Linked DNA regions of Oryctolagus cuniculus: region 1 is linked to region 2. A link is a contact called in public Micro-C data. All regions are on one chromosome and are shown on one strand. The core of a region is the stretch at or near the end of the contact, and the rest is flanking DNA. Distances in the headings are between cores, read along the strand shown.

What was found. Hi-C and Micro-C count contacts between places; a contact is called where the count stands out from the background.
Region 1: a contact with region 2 is called in a Micro-C map of ear pinna, with 3 times the contacts expected there. The contact joins the enhancer-like site here to the promoter of SLC38A9 in region 2. A contact is called at or near these places in 4 of 6 Hi-C or Micro-C datasets (ear pinna, embryonic fibroblasts, skin fibroblasts and 1 more).

The regions. Positions count from the first base shown.
Region 1 is chr14:76,661,174-76,664,479 of mOryCun1.1, reverse strand. It overlaps IL31RA (interleukin 31 receptor A), which reads right to left. Exons shown (of 15, transcript XM_051853449.2): 15 at 1-3,306. Among named protein-coding and RNA genes, the nearest start is that of IL31RA, 75 kb to the right of the region's middle. Within about 2 kb of position 1,354, at least 2 of the 8 cell types and tissues checked have an H3K27ac peak or open chromatin away from gene starts, as enhancers often do. A contact at or near this core is called in ear pinna, where this site is marked.
Region 2 is chr14:76,400,954-76,404,780 of mOryCun1.1, reverse strand. SLC38A9 (solute carrier family 38 member 9) reads left to right here and starts at 2,377. Exons shown (of 15, transcript XR_517790.4): 1 at 2,377-2,513.

The sequences.
Region 1 (3,306 bases), core at 105-2,604, 260 kb before region 2:
CAGCTTTATTGTCTGAAGGATGATACGAATGCATGTATCAGAGGCGTTTTAAAGCTAGTCCCACATAAAATCCAGGCTTTCTCGCTCCATGTACATGCACCACGTCTTACACTAGCGGATGACCAACCTGTGGACACGACAGCGTTTCTAGCCCACAGACAGAAGCCCTCTTGCAGGCACCGGTTCCATCTCCCTGATCGCTATGACCGGCCAGAATACTCTGCGCATCCTTCCAGGGTGACACGTTCTGATTTCTGTTTCAAAGCCCAGGCCTCATGACACCTCCCTGGCATTTTAGTCCACATGGATAAGGAAGCTGGGCTGGACAAGGGAATTCCATCGCTGAGAATGCAATCAGTAGGACACGCAGCAGGCTTGCCCTGAGCAGCCACGGGAGCCTTTGCTGACCGCAGTTCTGCCCCTCATCAAATTCTCCCCTTGCCTCTCCCACGACCGTCATAGCACGGGGCCGGTGTCTTGTAGGCAGAGGGCCATCAAGGTCCTAGCTCTCTAACATGGATGGGGATTCTCTGTGCTTCTGGAGCCATCACTTCTGTACCCACTGACCCCAGAGTCCCGTTACAGCTGTAGAGGAGACGGGGACTGCTAATGGCCTGCAGCACCCGCTCCTCTTCCTGAGACCCCCCAAGGCACCAACAATGCGGCACACCTTGATTACAACCACACCTCGTCGATGACGTTTCTGTAACCATCGACAGAAAGCAGAATCAGGTGTGCAGCGGTGAGCAGCTGGTTCTCAATGGAGAAGCACAGGGGGCACCCCGGACTCCTCTGGCAGGGTAAGTCCTACAGCCCAGCCCTTTTTCTGAATGGCAGTCATGCCAGGTGTGACAATGACCACAGAACTCTGACTCGGAAACTCCACTTTCAGCCCCAAGGAGCTAGGACAGAGGTGAGAGGAGAAGCGTAGCGCAGCTGCTCTCCAAACTGGGAGGACGCACAGAACAAGCCTACCCGCTGAAGAGACCAGAGCAAAGCAGAATACACAGGCACACCCTGGGCTTCTGGCAGCGGACACACTTCAGCATGCGCTCAACGTCCATGCAAGATTTTCCATATGAAATTACAGCGGAAAGAAAAGGGAGAGCCCAGCAGGTTCACAGGATGACTTGCAGTTAGGTGCAAGGGCACACAGGTGCACACAGTTCGTATCAAGAATGAACTAAGAATGAAGTAAATGATGGGTATTCCGAGCTCCCGGGATTGTTTTAGAGTTAAGCCCAAATCAAAATTAATGATAAAACAACAGGGACACGGCAAGCTCTCCAGGGCGCTGAGCCAGCAGGCGAAGGCTGTGGGTCTGCAGGCACAGGCAGGTTCACGCTGGGATTTCCCACTGGGCACAGCTGTTGCTAGGAGCCGGGTAATTCCCCGGGAAGGTTGCTCAGGACAGCAGTGCCGGCCTCCACCCACTAGATGCCGCTAGTGCCTCCCAGTCCTGGCCGTCAAAGCCGTGTTCTCGCATTGCCAAGTGCCTGAGGCCTGCAGGGTGTGGGTGAAGGTGCCCAGGCCCTGGCTGAGAACCACTGCTGTGGAGTAAAGGCAGCCCCCAGCTTAGCTGTGGGCTCGGGCAGGAAGTCAGGAGGCCTGGGGGCGCCAGGGAGTGCTCCCTGGGGCAGTTCCCATTACGTGGGAATTAAGAATCAATGCACATCCTGCATTGATTTTTAATGAGCAGCTGATTCAAAGGTAAAACACGCTGCGGGCAGAGCCTCCCACCTGGCATCCTCAGACTTTCTACCCAGGGCCAGGCGCGACTGTTTCAGGCGCTGGGGAGTCTGGGGAGGCAAGGCAGCCGTGGCTGATGTGTAAGTGGTGGGCACGGAAGTGTTCCGATGAAGCTGCATTTGTGGACGCTGAAAAGTGACCCTCAGCTGCTTCTCACTGCCACCAAATACTACTCTTCATCTGCTTTCCTTCCCCTCCACTTACCAAGGTCAACACTATTTTTTAACGCATGGCCCCACAAAAAACCGGAGTGGGGTTCAGGCCAAGGGCCCAAGTTTGCAGACCCATGGCACAGCAGCTGCGACCAGGGGCATGCTGGGAAGCCCGGCACAGACCTGCCCACACCCAGGGAGGAGCGATCCCCCCAGAGGCCTGCCCTCTCCCATCTCCCATCTCTTGCCTCTCCCAACCACCCCTTCCTTGGTGCTTGCAAACTGCCGCTTCCGAAAACACCAGAAAGAAATGACAGTCTTTAAACACGTGGATGGCTTCTCGGCCATTCTTCTAGAATTTTCTACTACTGTAAAGGAAGGCCACCAACAGGGCACTGACCTTGCAGTCTGCGCAGTCCCCAGAGCCCCAGAAAACCTTCCAGGGGATGTTATCAGTTTCCACTGAACAGGCTAAATCACAGTCATCCTGCTTGCGTCCACACTCGCGCTTTGACAGCAAACAGCAAGCACAGCCGGGCTCTGCATGGGACCAGCTGGTGACCGATCCGGGAGAGGAAGGCACCAGCGGCTTCCGAGCATGGAGGCCCCAGGTCCTGTGAGTGCTCAGGACAGCTGGGCGTGGGGCCCGGGGACCTGGGGCTCCCGCTCCGGGCAGGAAATGCTGGCTTCCCTGAGACCCCCGCAGGGGCCATCTGAATGCAGGGGTAGGGTCCCATGCCCCGAGGGAGCCAAAGCGAACAGGGAAAGTGACCAAAGAGGCTGACGGGGCCAGGGAGGGAAACGGAAAGGAAACAGACCAGAAAAAGGAAGTGGAGAAGCAGGAGATAGGCAGGGGTGGCCAGGAGAGCGAGCAGAGGGGTAAAGAAGGAATCCGCGAGAGGGCTGGGGTGGCCGTGGGAACTGCCCCAGAGATGTCCCCAGCTGCCGCGACGGGAGAGGGGCCGAGCCATCTGGGGCCCCGCCCTCTCCCTGAAAGGCGTCACCCAGACAGGCCTGACGCGAGGACTTCGGAAGCGGCCCCAGCTGGGCTCCTCTCGCAGAGGAAGCCCACAGCACAGGCTCCCGGACTGTCCGGGGACACGGTCCCCCTGGAGCTCGGCAAAGATGGCGCCCGGGGCCCAGCTCCAGAGGAGAGTCCGGAGTGTCCACCGCAGGGCTCAGAGCTGGGCCCCTTTCAAACCAAGAGAAGATGGCATCGCGCTTCCTCCAGAGAGTTCTCTGGCCTGTCACCAACCCGACATCTTGCAGCACCCACTCCCAGCCGTGCCCGCCAGGCTCAGGGCCGGGGGAGGCCGCCGGGCAGGGCAGGGCAGGGCAGGGCAGGGCGGGGAGGGCCAGGGACGGGCTTCCTGCCTGCGGCCCGTCCCCCGTCCGGGCCAGGGGC
Region 2 (3,827 bases), core at 1,128-3,627:
ACCAGGTATTCAGATATGGAATATGAGCATCCCAAAGCAGGGAGCCACAATGCACGCCAGGCAGTTGCTAATGTTTGCCTTTAAATGCTTTTTTTTTTCTTTTTTTTTTTCTTTTTTTTTGACAGGCAGAGTGGACAGTGAGAGAGAGAGACAGAGAGAAAGGTCTTCCTTTGCCGTTGGTTCACCCTCCAATGGCCGCCGCGGCTGGCACTCTGCGGCCGGTGCGCTGCGCTGATCCGATGGCAGGAGCCAGGAGCCAGGTGCTTCTCCTGGTCTCCCATGGGGTGCAGGGCCCAAGCACCTGGGCCATCCTCTACTGCACTCCCTGGCCACAGCAGAGGGCTGGCCTGGAAGAGGGGCAACCGGGACAGAATCTTCCGCCCCGACCGGACTAGAACCCGGTGTGCCGGCGCCGCTAGGCGGAGGATTAGCCTAGTGAGCCGCGGCGCCGGCCTGCCTTTAAATGCTTTTGACAAACACTGCCTGGAAAGCTGCCCTGCCTTGTGGAAGCATTCAGGCAGGTGAAATAAAAGTCACGGGACGGTGCTGTGGTCCATAGGATTAAGCCACCACCTATAACACCGGCATCCCATATGAGCTCTGGTTCACAACCTGGTTGCTCCCCTTCCTACCTAACTCCCTACAAATGAGCCTGGGAAAATCCCAAAAGATGGCCCAAGTGCTTGGGCCCCTGCCACCCGTGTGGGAGACGAGGATGGAGTTTCAGCATAGGATATTGGCTTCCTTCTGCCATGTGGGGAGTGAACCAGCAGATGGAGGATGTCTCTCCCTCTCCTCTCTCCCTCTCAGTAACTCCTTCAAATAAATAAAATAAATATTTTGGGGAAAAAAAAGTCAGCTGACCCCTCAGAAACCACACAACTATGAGTCCACATTGCTCCCTGTGGTGATGGTAAACTGTACCAGGGACGCAGGCTGCTGTCTTCAGGGTCAGCTACCTGAAGAATGGGAGATGACCGCACAGCTGCCTTACTATAAGTCTTCAGTTCTCTTCATCTAGTGTTCCCCTGGGTTTTTAAAAAAATTTTTTATTAGTTCTAGAGTTTCCAAAAAAGGTGACTCCGGCAGGTTCGCCAATTTATTCATTGCTTTTGAGGAAGGACAGCTTTCAAGTTCCCTACTCTGCCTTTTTTTTTTTTTTTTTTTTTTTTTGCCATAACTTCATACCATTTACTTAAAATTATCTGAACCTGGAATGCAGAAAAAGAAGACAATTTTGCTAGCACTGACGCTATCACAAGAATGTACTTTGAAAACAGGACCAAAGAGCAGTCACAAGTTTTTAAGCCAGGGCACCATCAGCAAAATTACTTTCATTTCCCTTCAAGGCACCATTTGTTGCATCATCTGTCTTGCTTTACCTCAAGCCCTCAGTGGGGTTGGAGAGCGCAGACCTGGCGATAAGACCTTGGTTTGAATTCTAGATACTTTGTCACTTAAAAGCGATTGATCTTGGGCAAGTCACGTAAATTCTCCAGGACTGTTTCTTTATCTATAAAATAGAAACATACTCTTCTACAAGTGTCAGAAAGACTTAAAGAGATATATGTAAAATGCTTGGCACTCGGTATTTGTTAAATTTGGACCTTAAATTTTGGTTCTTTACCACATTGCAATACATTGTTGGGTCCCCCCACCATTGTTTAAAAAAAAAAAAAACAGAGCCACTTGCTTCCGCTGCAAGAAGGGTTTAGGGGTTCTTATGTGACTTTCACAACACACTGATTTTACTTAGACTTCGTTTGGGGGTGGCCTTGGGAAAAATTGCAGAGCGAAGGGATAAAATCTTCCGAAAGCCCCTCTTTTAGCCTAGAGGCGTACATAAACACACACACACACACACACACACAAACAAAAAACCAAAGACCACGATCCAGACGAGGGAGGGGGGCATGCCAACCCAACAACTTGTGTCTACGTGTGTTACGTGTGTGCGCGCGCGCGCGCCGAACTCTCGGTGCCTTCAGGGTCCCAGTACAGACCAGAATACACAGCAGGAGCAGAGAAGTTCCGAAAGGGAGGCAGACTTTTGGAGATCAGCCCCAAAAGGTCTTGCCACATCACGTTTTCTCACGTGGGCCGCCGGGATATAAGGACTGCAGGAGATCACAACTCTCCTCCTCCAGGGCTCGGGGCTTCCCGCCGCCGGCCGACGACCCCAGCGCACACAGGCTGCAGTTCCCCGGGAATTGCACACCTGCACGCGCCGGCTGCCCGCCTCCCGACACCGGAGGGCCGGGCTCCGCGGTGAGGAGCGGCTGGCTGAAGCAGTGCCCTGTGGGAGTTGTAGTCCGAGGCGGAGGGAGGCTCGAGAGCCGCTGCGGGCGTGGCGCGCTCAGAACTCCATTCCCCGCCGGCCCCCGCGGCCGAAGCTGTTGTCTCTTCCTGTTTGGGGGACGAGGAGTCCCCAGGCGCAAATTGCGAGGATTTAGTAAAGGGGGCTGTTCATCTTCGCACCCAGTTCTCCGAGACTGAAGGTTTGGCCTGCTCAGGTAGAGTACATTCCGTCTTTTTTGCAGTCTCATGTTTCAGGAGGGTGGGAAGGAAACCAACGAGAGGGGAGAGAGGGAGGGCAGGGCTTGCGGTGATGCCGGCTGTCACCTGGGAACTGTCGCGTTTGAGGGTGGTGGGACGGGGAGCAGTGAGGCCAACGCTGGGGACCGCGGAGACGGCGCGCGCTCCTCGCGGGGCTCAGTTGCGGCAAAGTCTGGTCGTCCCGCGGGGGCTCAGGGAATCCGAGGGGCGGTGGGAGTGCGTGCCTGCGAAAGCCTTAGGGGAAAGGCAGGGTCCCGGTAGATTCCTGAACCCCGCGCGAGCTCCCTTCTCTCTCCCTTGCAGGGAAGGGCTGGAGAGGGGAAGTGAGAGAGGGGTCCCCTTTGCACAGATGCGGTGGGAACCACGGCTGGTGAGCTCCGCGGCGCTTTCTGCACGACCCAGCCGTGGGAGTGAGGAGTCTTAATGGTGGGCGTAGGGGTGTCTTCGCTGTCTCAGACTTCTGGACCCAGGAGGGGCTCAGTCTCCTTTTTACAGATGAGAAACTGAGATCCACTGGGTTGGAGAAACCTGCTCACCGCCAGGTAACCAGGTGGTGGCCAGGTTGACTTAAAACATGCTGTCATGACTCCAAGGCAGTGCTTATCCATCGCTGAGATCAGAAGAGCAGCGAGTTCTAAGCCATACCGTCTCCTTTTTTCTTCTTAATGCCTTCAGACGTGACAAAGATCTAGCATAGGCAGGGACATAACAGGCAATCACTGAAGGGATCTTTTTAAAAACGTCTCACCAAGTCAAAGTAACTCTTGTCATGACTTGAAGAACCATCTCTGCCTCATAAGCAACTACAGACTTCGTCTTAAGATGAAAGGTTGGGGAGCCGACAATGTGGCGCAGCGGGTTGAAGCCCTGGCCTGAAGCGCCAGCATCCCATATAAGCCGGTTCTAGTCCCCAGCTGGTCCTCTTGCGATTCAGCCCTTTGCTAGGGCCCGGGAAAGCAGTAGAAGATGGCCCAAGTCCTTGGGCTCCTGCACCCACGTGGGTGACCCAGAAGAAGCTCCTGGCTCCTGGCTTCAGATCAGCACAGCTCTGGCCCTTGCGCTATCTGGGGAGTGAACCAGCGGATGGAAGACCTTTCTCTCTGTCTCTACTTCTCTCTGTAACTCTGTCTTTCAAATAAATAAAATAAATCTTAAAAAAAAAAAAAAGATGAAAAGTTGGTAGCAGAGATATGGTTTCTTTGCTTCTAAGAAAATAGTTTACCTTCCCTTCCCTAACTTAAGCCCATGAGAAGAAGTAGTCTTAGATTTCT